Linked DNA regions of Anas platyrhynchos: region 2 is linked to region 1. The links are chromatin contacts, called in public Hi-C maps. All regions are on one chromosome and are shown on one strand. The core of a region is the stretch at or near the end of the contact, and the rest is flanking DNA. Distances in the headings are between cores, read along the strand shown. Region 1 holds the start of PLAU (plasminogen activator, urokinase). Region 2 has its middle 11 kb from the start of CAMK2G.

The links. A called contact is a pair of places that touch in the nucleus more often than the background predicts.
Region 2: a contact with region 1 is called in a Hi-C map of subcutaneous adipose tissue, with 2.3 times the contacts expected there. The contact joins the enhancer-like site here to the promoter of PLAU in region 1. A contact is called at or near these places in 4 of 8 Hi-C or Micro-C datasets (F1 follicle, skeletal muscle and subcutaneous adipose tissue).

The regions. Positions count from the first base shown.
Region 1 is chr6:19,302,169-19,307,374 of IASCAAS_PekinDuck_T2T, forward strand. It overlaps PLAU (plasminogen activator, urokinase), which reads right to left and starts at 2,371. Exons shown (of 11, transcript XM_027459832.3): 1 at 2,229-2,371; 2 at 708-815. The coding sequence starts at 767.
Region 2 is chr6:19,361,595-19,367,310 of IASCAAS_PekinDuck_T2T, forward strand. No RefSeq gene overlaps it. Among named protein-coding and RNA genes, the nearest start is that of CAMK2G, 11 kb to the right of the region's middle. Within about 2 kb of position 1,352, at least 4 of the 8 cell types and tissues checked have an H3K27ac peak or open chromatin away from gene starts, as enhancers often do. A contact at or near this core is called in subcutaneous adipose tissue, where this site is marked.

The sequences.
Region 1 (5,206 bases), core at 1,121-3,620:
ACAAAGATGAAATATCCTCCAGCTGCCTGTCCTTTTAGTGACCTTCATGTTTTGTGTTTGTGCTATGGGATAATAGCCAGTAGATTTACACAACAATAGATTTTCAACCCGAACTCCAGGTTCTGCCTCCACTTTGCAGGCTGGATATTTGCTCCCATGGATAAAGAGATAAAACTAGTCTTTTTACAGGGGTCAAGGGGGTTTGTCTGAGCTGAAGTGTCACAGTAGCAACATAATTCCTTAATATCAGGAAATGGCTCTACTAATAGATGTTAACTGTCACATAAGTTCTGAGTCAAAAATACTCAGTCCATTGCTTTTTTTTTTAAGGCTTTGCACTCAAGTAAGGTAAGGTGGAACTTTACTTAAGGTCTAATATCCACCTGCATGAAAGGCTATCAGATTCTTGGTACTTGGTGTCCAAAACTAGATTGCATTATGAGAAAATATAAGATAAATTTCTTGGTTATTGCATGGTGTCTTCACTATTTGTGCTCTAGAAGACACCTTAAGTTAGAAGAAAATCAGAAGGAAATCAAAGGGTTCAAAAAGGTTTCTTGGAAGTATATGTGCAGCAAACGTACATGCAAAGGCAGCAGAAAGAAGCATTCAGATTGAACTCCTAGTACCCTGTCCAAAGCAGAAGTATAATCAAAGAAATAAAAGTGGTTCCAACTAGAACCCCTCTAATTTATTTTAAAACTTACTGGATCTAGTCCCGTGACAAGAGTGGCAAGGGTTACTGAGAGGAAGATTAATAGCTTCATGGTGTTAGCTAACTTCTCACTTCGTTCCTCTTCTGTTTTGTTTTGATTCTGAAAAGGAAAGAGAATTTAGTAGCATGTTGTAGCCTGCAGCATCAGCTTTCTGTTGTCTTACTTGGTTTCAGTGTAAGTCACGATACAACTGACGAAAATTAAGAGGTCGCTTACTGTGGAAGATTGCATATTATTGCCGTAAGTTCAACAAAAGGTTGTTTCATTGCTTGAAGCTTTTTTTGTACATTTAAATACGTAGCCAGATTTTGTGACATGCAAATAAATGAGACAGGGAAATAGGAAAAATCTGTAGTCCTGGATACTGCAGCATAGACTAACAGTCAGAAAGTGGCAGATGGATTTAATTGCAGTCCAGCAGTTTGTACCTATCTAACTGATCATTACTACCTCGTAGCAAGACTCCTAAGAGCACTGAACAGCCCTTTTAAGACCTGGAAGGGAAAGCTCATGTTTTCAGTACCTCGGTAGCTGTCAGCTGCATCATGTTGATGCTGGGCACTTGCATAACCCTGCCTACCACAAACTCTTGACAGTCTGGTCTTGCGGTTACCTCACTGAGAGGTATTAGAGAGGCTTGGAATGCCTTCTGCCTTGACCTCTTACAGGCAGCTACTTCTTGTCATCAAGCTCATATGGTAGCAATCCTCCCAAATGGCTATTAAAAAAGACTAGTCTGGAAAAGTGATGCAGGAAGGAGCTACAAAGTACTCCTTTTTTTAAAAAGAAGAAATACAGTTCAAGTCAGGGAATTTCTTTCTGGGGAGGAAGAATGCACCCTCAGTTCATTAAAAACAATAGTAAGGTAACTATAAAGAATCATTAGGAGACTCCACAGGAACTTTCCTTTCATCTACATTAGCTTTTTTTTTTTCCCCCCCGCAGACTAGAGTTGGTGCCCCACGTTGTTTCTGCACCCCAGGCTTTCAGGTTGCACTAGCTGTTCTGTCACCAAACAGAGCGCCTACTGCCATCTCAGTGCATCTTCCAGCTTAATTCAAAGCACTGCAGTACAAGTACAGGCCACCCTGGGGCACAAACCAAAGCGTGGGAGAGCATCAGTGCATTCGTTTAAAAAATGCAGACCCAGTCCCAAGCGAACTGCTAATGCAGCTGCACCCCCTGCTTTGTAAGCAGCTCAGAAGGCAAGCCGTGCCTCACGCACACTGCTCAGATGCAGCTCGCATTTCTGCAGGCGCACTCTCCCTTCAGCACAAATCACCTGAGGACAGCTATTTTTAAAGGCGCTTAGCAGCTATACGAGTCACTCAGTCCCCTAAATGATTATTTTCTCAGGCCCATCCCTCAGCGCGCCTATCTCTGCTGCAAACCACGCGGCGGCCGGGAGCGGCCTCTCCCCTCGGCACCCCGGGGCAGCAGCGCCCTGCCCCGTCCCCACACCGCGAGCAGCGATGGCTTCTCCGTGCCGATACAGCCCGGAGCGGCACTTACCAGCCCAGGAGCGGGGCAGGAGGCCAGGCACCGCACGGCCGAAGCTGTGCCGGCAGCAGCCTGGGGCGGGCGCTATAAAGGCCCGGCCGGGGCGGTGCCGCCGCCGCTCCCCGCCCGCCCCGGGCCGGGCCGCCCCCCGGGCCGTCCCCCGGGCTCACCTCGCCGCGGGGTGACTCAGGGCGGGGGTTTTCGGTTTCGGGGGGCACCGGCAGCCGGGCCGAGGTCCACGTGGGGCAGGGAGGCTGCTTTCGGCCTCCCCGCGGCCTCCGGCAGCTTTTACGAGAAGTTGTAAAATCAAAAGAGAAACGCGAGCGGCGGCCGTGAGCAGAACGGCTCGTGTCCAAACACGCCTGGAGACGCGAAGGAGCGTGGTGTGTTGTCCTCGGGTTTTTGTGGGGTTATCCCAGTGAGAGAAGCCCTAGCCCCCCAGCCATGAAGGGCATTACATGGGTTCCGGGGGGCCGAGGGCAGGATTTGCCGGCACCTGATGGAGGCCCTACCTGTGGCCGCAGCCGTGTGGGCTGGGAGCGTCGCTGTCCCTGCTCCTCAGAAACCCGCCGTTCGCCGAGCAGTGTCTGCCTTCCACAGAAATACTTGAAGCGCAGCCATTTCGTTAGATGGAATTGGTGATGTCAACTGTGCAAAAAATGCAGGCCCTGAAAACCCTGAAAAGCTGCCTTCTCTGTGCCCTGCCAGTGCGTTTTCTCCTCATGCTGTGACCTTGTGGCACTGTAGTGAAGAACACCATGGGCACGTAGCGTTTGTGGGCACAGCCGTCCTGTCTGCCTTCAGGTACTGCAGGTGACTAAGCCGAGGCAGGTCTCTGTGGGCTGTGTGGCAGATAAAAAGCAGTTTCTGCAGGGACTGCTTTAGAGCAGGGATTGATGTGAATTTCCCTTGCAATGTTTCTCACAGCTGGGCTATTCACAGCTTAAGGAGGCCACCCTTATGTGTTTGGCATGTAACTTCACTGGTAAGAGAATAGCGTAGTTTTCTTTCCCCCCTTTTCTGTTGAGTCTGTGATATAAGCATGCACTTATTCAGGTGCTTACATTCTCTATACCTTTTGTTGTTGTTGTTGTTGTTATGTTATCAGCTCTTCCGGCTCATGTGAGAACAGACCTCACCTCTGCTAAAAGCATGCTGAATCCACATTGACTGGATGGCAGGAACCGCGTCAAGAGAAACAGATCAAGTTGGAAGTCAAAGTGAACATAGGTAAAGAACAAATCTTTCTGCATCTCAGGAGGTTAATTTTCCTCACTCTCTCTGTGGTGAGTGAATATCACAAGCAAACTGATCCTTTAAGAAATAGGGTGGATAATGTGAAGGTAGAATCTCCATTGCACTTTCTTCACTCTAGAATACTGGCTGTGCACTGATCTTATTCTAGGTAATAAATTCCAGGAAAAACAATGCGGATTTTAAAATTACTCTGTAACTTTTATTCACTTAAAAAAAAAAAAATACACAACCCTTACATAATAAGTGAAGAAATGGGTCATGCTTTGGTTCATCATGGGTGAAGGGAAGGGACAAGCTGCCAGGAAGAGGAGGGCTCCTCCAGGTCTGGACAGCTCCTCTTCTTCCTCCTCCACCCCTCCCAAGGAAGAGGTGCCAGGCCTTGGCAGCTTCCTCAGACTTTCTGGAAAAGGAGTCAACACGAGCATCAGGATTTCCTCTTTCACACTTGCTCCCCAAGGAGTGCTGTAGAAGTGAGTAATGACCTTTGCCCTGAACTTCTGACCAAGCAGAGTAATGTCACCTGTTCATCTTCTTTTTCTTAAAACACAAAGATTCATTCTTGTTTCCCAGGTCAAAGAGGCAGAAACTTTTATTTTCACTGTGGCAAAAGACATGGCAAGAATCAAAATTCCCTGTTTCGACCCTTTGTCACAGATTTAGGTTTTTACTGTGTTACTTTTGATACTTTAATGGCAAGTGGCCTGGTCTATGGTGTTTCTTTGTTTCACTCAGACTGGTAAGTTACTGATCAGTAACACTCTGTTGGGTTTGCATTGCATCTTTGGTGTCATCTAATTCCTTTGGCATGAATATTTGCACCTAGGTAGGTGAACATATGATAGTGAAGTGATTGAACTCAAAATAATGTTTAGCAGAGATATCCAAACTTGCTGTAAATGAGTTTGCCTCGGTACTACAGGCAATCTCAAAGCAAACACGGTTGCATGATCTCCCTAAGTCTTAAGTGACTCTCTGGGAAGCAGAAATCGGTCAGATAATTTCCAGTGCCTGAGTTCACTGAGCTACCCAGCTGTTGGCTGGTACAACAAGATCTGAGGTGAGCTTGCAACTTAAATAGATCTTTGGATTTGTCATGTGCCCTGCCTACAGGCAGAAGCCATGGAAAACCTGTAGCCTGGTAGTTCTGGCAAGACCTCATAGCTGGACCTGCCTGCACAAATATGAAATGCATAGACCAAGTGAGTGGGAGGGGTGGCACAGGACCGGTTCTGCTACCAAAGCACTTTTGGTAGCTTCAGGGTCAAAATTTGTGCATTACTCCATGTTTCATGAATGTAGAAGGGCCCTGTTACAAGCCATGATATCTCTCCAGACTAAGATTGTGACAGGCCAGAGGAAAAGGAAGGTCTTTAACTCAAAATTGAACTTGTTTGGGGAAAAAAAAGTTAGCAAAATGAAGGGTCTTCTGAAAGTCTTTCAATGGAACCTATATGCACAGTAAATATAAATAGATGAGAAGCCATGTGACTTAAGAGAGAAACTATTGTACAGACCTATAAGCATGATTATACTTTGCCAGGCACTTTTGGCTTTCCACCGTCTAGTTCTTTTTTCCTTTTTCATATCTGTGGTTTCATCAATTTGATCTGTTATCTGAATTTAGGAGAGATGTATGCAGGATCATAGAATCATTAGGGTTGGAAAAGACCTCCAACATCATCTGGTCCAACCATCGCCCTACCACCAATGTCACCCACTAAACCATGTCCCTA
Region 2 (5,716 bases), core at 102-2,601, 58 kb after region 1:
TGTCTTCACATTTTGAAAAGCAATTAAAATCAACAGCACGTAACATCTCACAGCTGTAGTAAACATTTCCTTTGGCCGTGGCAAACTGCCCTGGGGACTTTAAACCACAAACAGCAATGCAATTCTGCTTGCAGTGGGGATGCGCATTAAAGTTTGACACAAAAACTAGTTCGTGTCCCCGTCCCCCCCCCCATTTTTTTTTCTTGTTTTTTCTTTGCAAATCACCTGGGGAGCCACAACCTCCAGTGTGCTGAAGTTAGAAAAAGAAAGACACCTGAGCAAACCAGAGCTTGGTATTCTGGAATTTATGAAAAGCATAAAGTTTGGTAGAAGCAAGTATTAATCATGGATTGCTGAGAGTGATGCACACCCTACATAATATTCATTTCTCACTGGCTACAGGTTTGTCTGGTTAATCCCACACACTGATATTCATTGCCTAAATGAATACACCCACAGCAAGAACAGAGCAATTTTGCGGGGGATGTTAGTTGGCATAACTTCACTGACTGTTAACAAGTCTTCATTCTTTATGGACCAGTTGCCAGTCATGGCTCTGTCCATGATTTATAGGGCTTAGAAGTGCCATCATCATCCTGCAAATGAAGAGATAGAAGCAAGAAGTGTAGAGCTTGTCTGAGGGCACTGCAAAACCAGCAACTAAACATCTGACAGTTGCAGACCTCTATTTACAAATGTAAATTGCCTGGTGGTGTCGGTCTTGTTGTGTTGAAGCAACTCTTGCAAAGTGCCCTAGCTCACAAATAGATGCCTTATCTGAAAAGGACTTTTCAAGAACAGTAAGCTCTCACAGGCTGTTGTGTTTGAACTGGACATTGTCACAGAAACGTGCCGTTCCTCGTGTTGCATTATACTTGTTAAACAATTCTTCCTTCTCACTCGGATCTGCAGTTAAGTGCCTCGCAGAAGGTTCCCAGCTCTGACTGGGTTTGTTGCCTGCAGAGGCACAGCAGGAATTAGCCTGTGCAGAGCACCATGTGGCAGGGGAAGGCACGCAGCTCGCCCGGCTGTCACCTCACGCACTGGGGGCAGCCCTGGGGCAGGGGTCCCTCACCTCTGCGCCGGGGCGGATTTCAGACATGGGAACCGTGAGCTGCTCTTAGGGCTACCCCGAGTAGCAGAAAACGCAAAACCACTGTAATGTGCGTAAATCCAGCGGTCGTATGTGGAATGGAAGCCAGTGTAAGCTTTCGAACGAGTAGAAACAGCTTGTGTCTGAAAGCTAGAGCGCTTTGAGCAGCACTCCCCTGGGAGGCTCGGAGCAGCTCCCCTGCAGGGGCTCGGCCGCCCCCCCCTTTCCCGCCTCTTCCCGCCCGAGCCGCCCGGCCCGGCCCGGGGGCTCCTCCTGGCGGCCGCCCGCTGCCGCTTCTCGGCAGAGCCCGGAGCCACAGGGCCGCTAAGGTAAGAAAAGCCCTGCAGGAGCATCTGGCCCAGCCACCCCCCTGCTGCCACTGCCACCCACCACACCACGTCCCCAGGAACCTTTCCTTGACCCCCCCCAGGACGGTGACGCCACCACCTCCCTGGGCAACCCCGCGCCTGGCCGCTCTTTCTGAGGAGAAAAATCTCCCAAATTATAACCTAAACCTCCCCTGGTGTAATCTGAGGCCATCGCCTCTAGTCCTACCGCTAGTTATCTGCGAGAAGAGCCCAGCTCCCAACACTTTCCTCTCAGGTAATAGAGAGCCCCCCGAGCCCGCAGCCCCGTGTTGGCTGCCTCACAGGCGTGGGCCTGCGCCCTGGCAGCGGGCGGCGTCCCTGCAGGGCTGAGGCGCTGAGGCACTGAGGCACAGAGGCACAGAGGCACGGCATTTCGCTGCTGGCCATTCTTGGGCTCCTCTCCTGTGTGGATTGCACCCCGCTCATGCACCTGGCCTCCTCCTGGATCACTCCTCTTCGCTTCTCTGATCACAGCGTGTGTGCTGCCACTGGACTACGCATTTCGGAAAACACTAAGGTCTGCTTACAGCAAAGTGTCTTTTGGGGCTAGTATTTAAAATATTAATTTTAAATGTTTGAGGCCTCTTGTTATTTTCTGTGCAAGCATCACGTCACTTTCCAGTTGTCTTCCTTCTAGTCTGAAGAGTCCCAGTTCACTTAGCCTTCGTTCGTACCGCAGCATTACCTACCTGTGGTCATCCTTGTTGCCCTTCTTACTTGTGAATAGTCACGGTCTGCTCAGATTCCATCCTTTTGTACATGAAGGTGGGATTTTTTTCCTGATGAGCATCACTTGACATCTGCAGTAAAAGTTAGTGCAGGCAAAAGAGACCAGCAGAAAAAAGCAACCATGAGAGTGGAAGAGTGAGATGCTGCCTTTTGGGGGCAGTATGCACTCGTGTAATAAAAATACCAAGCTTTATTTCTCAAGCACAGACTGTGGGTTTGTTTCAAGAATCCTTATACAGGAACTACCTCCCTGTCAGATGTGATCTGGTTCCTTACACCTCCTGTACTCATTAACAGTGGGGCCATTACTTCAGGCAATTAAGTAAATGTTTCTCTCACCACCTCCAGTTCCTAGAGTTGTCTCTCTTTTACTGTAGATTTCTTGTGAGTTGTCTTTTTTTTGTCTCAATATATAAGCATGCTTACTTCTCCCTTATTACTCCTGCTAGTGGATAACTATTTGAAGAGACCCTATAGAGATGCTCTTAGTGGAGGTTAGGCTTTCAGCACAAGTTGTCTAGGCAAACTATTAAAAACAGTGGTTAGAGGTTCTCTTGCCTGTAGTGTGACACATGACAGAAGCAAGTGGCACCTTTAGCCTGGAAAACCTTAATTTAGCTCCTGGGAGCTAAAATATATGCTTTCTGGTCTTTGATTTCTGCCCTGTTACAGTGTGCATACAAACAGAGAATTGAATCATTATTTTCTGAAAAACACAAGCAATTAATAATTGAGATAAGCTGGTTAGTTGTTGTAGTAGATACTGATGCTTAGACTTTTTTTGCAGTAGGAGGTTTCTGAGATGCACAGAAAGAGTGATTACCTCATAGCTGGCCCATCCTGATGTTAGACCTGCATTAATTTTCAAGAAAAATGCCTTAAATGAATTCTGATAGGATCATGGGATGTACTTCAACATTTTTCTGTTGTTTCCCGCCATCCTTTTTATATGTAGTATTAAAAGACTGTTTTAAATAGATGATTAGAAATGAATGTTAATATATGCATTTAGCTATCTTGTGTAAATCTGTTGTTTTCCTCAAACATTTCATTGCCAGCTGACAATTTCCCTTCAAATAATTAAAAAATACAGAGCTGCTGAGATAATTTCCTAACTGCCAGAAATCTCTTTAAGCTTAGAAAACTGAACGTAAATGATTGTTTGTGATTTCTCCATTGAGGTAAATGACACAGAAAAGGGCAAGATCAATTTCTTCTCAGTCTTTTCTCTAATAAGTTTATTTATTTATTTATTTTTAATTTGATTAGTTCTGTTTCTGTAGTGATGTCCGGACATGACTTATTATTGCAACTCTTTTTCCTCTCCTTTTATTGCCATACATCACTGGAAATTCTTGCTGGCTTTTGTAAATAAGTAGCCCATCTCTAAAGGGCTCTGTTGACCTGAGAGAAGACAAGATAGCAGGTCAGCAGAGGAAATGCTTTATGATAAGAAGGCAGGGTCACCTGCTTCAAGTTCCTATTGTAAGGTTAGATTTAAACAAGGGCATGCAAGCAAATGAGCACAAAGAGGTTTTTTACAAGTGGAGAGGACAACAAACACAGAAGTTGTAATGTCAAGAGCAGGACACACACATAGTTGAAGACGACTGAAAGGAATATAGTTCTGCAATGTGGGTAATTCATAAACCCTTAAAGTGGAAGCATTTACTTAGCTAATTAAACCCCAGAGTTAAATACTGTAAAATAACCATTGTGGATGTGGTTTGAATCCTCTGGCAGTCTAGAGATCTTGGCAGCCAGGGTCTTTACACCTGGGAATGATTTATGTGTGCAGTTATTCAGCTTTAGCCGGAGTTGCACATCAGCTAAATATTGCAGTGAGTGTTTGCCGTAGGCGTTCACTTTCAAGCTCTGCAGCGGTTCTGCAGCAAGATTTGCTGCTGCCGCTAGATGGCTCTCGGCAACGCTTTCTTGAGCACTGCTGAGCATCTCAGATGGTCAGCCGGTGATCCGAACTGTGCCAGGGCGATACGCAATTTAGCCACAGCAATCCTCGTTTGCACTATTTTTTTGTTGATTTTTTCTTCCTTGACATAAGGAACAGAAGGACCATCTTTCATAATTTTGCAAACTATGATCTTCCAATGATGATCTGTTTTAGTGCTGTCTGTAGGACTTGAGAGCATGCAATGCTGATGCTTGTTTTATAAATGCTAAGGTTCATTGGCAGTGAATTGCAGCTTCTCCTACTGGCCTCTTTTTTTTGAGTCAGTAGTAGCAGGACAGTTCCTGTAGGCACTGACTATTTCACTTCCCCCACTTTCCACTTAGATGTTACCAGTCTGTTTTAACTGCAGATAGCTTGTATATTTTTAGTGCTACCTGTTAAATCCTTCCCAAACAGCACGTGCTTCCAAGCCATGCTGAAAGGTGCAGGCAGGTCCTGACGGTTGCCTGTCCTCTGCTCCTCAGCTCCAGAATCAGCTTGTGTGGGCAGGGTGGGACACAAGTCCAGTGCGGGGTTGGGGGGGCATTGCTGCCAGTCAGCCTGTGCTGGCACCTTGGAGAAGTTATACTGGAAACGTGAATTCTGCATGTTGCTGTCGCTGGGCCTTGTGCTTGTACTGGCATAGCCATAAGGCCCCAGCACCCGGTGCTGTGCGCTGGGTATAAACGGTATGCTGAGATGGTGGGGTGGTAGATGCCTGGCAACCAGCAGCCATGGGGAGTAAGTGTTCTTTTCACTTCTTACCTCACTTGCTACTGTTCCGTCTATAAGCCTTGTAGCTGACAAAGTTTGGGCTGAGAGAAAGGAGTGGGAGGTGCAGAAGGCCAGACCCTCATCTCTGGCAGCCAGGTAACTTCCTGCAAGGTTTGCCTGTTAGCAGAGGGACTGAGACAAACGGGCACAGATGAGTTTACTGCATGGTTTCTATAAGAAGTCTACATCTCTAAATCAGCTATACGGGAGTCATAGCTCAAACCTGTGTCTATCACAGTGTTTCCTGTACAGAAAGGAACAGATGTTACCAGGGATTGGACAGTCACGTGTGCCCCACGGACCGGTGCTCTAGTTGGTCACCTTTTCACATGAAGATAAAATAATGCTTTGTCACTCTTTCTCTGACCCACCCACCAGTCTGTCTTTGCTGTAGGGAGCTGACTCTGCTCACTGCCATTGTCTCGGGATCCTTGCCCTTCACACATTCTGACATTTTTTGTGTTGGAATATGTACGTAAAAGTGCCTTTTGTCTGTCCCTGCACAGTTTGCAGTCACTCTTTGCTTGGGGTAACAGCTAAGGGGCTGTAGTGCATGTGTACACAAGGGCTGTGCACCATCCAGCTGCATGTACACATGCACACCTCGAGCATGAGTCACCTTGTCCACATCATCACGGCTGGAAATGCAGCTCTGCCTCCTGTGTTCACATGCACTGCTGGGATTTGCAAATATTCAGGAAACAAACAGCCACAAACCAGAATCTTATTCTGCTGCTGTGATGGGTGTTTGCTCGTACGTTTGTGATGTAACATGAGGACATTAAACACGGGAATAAACCC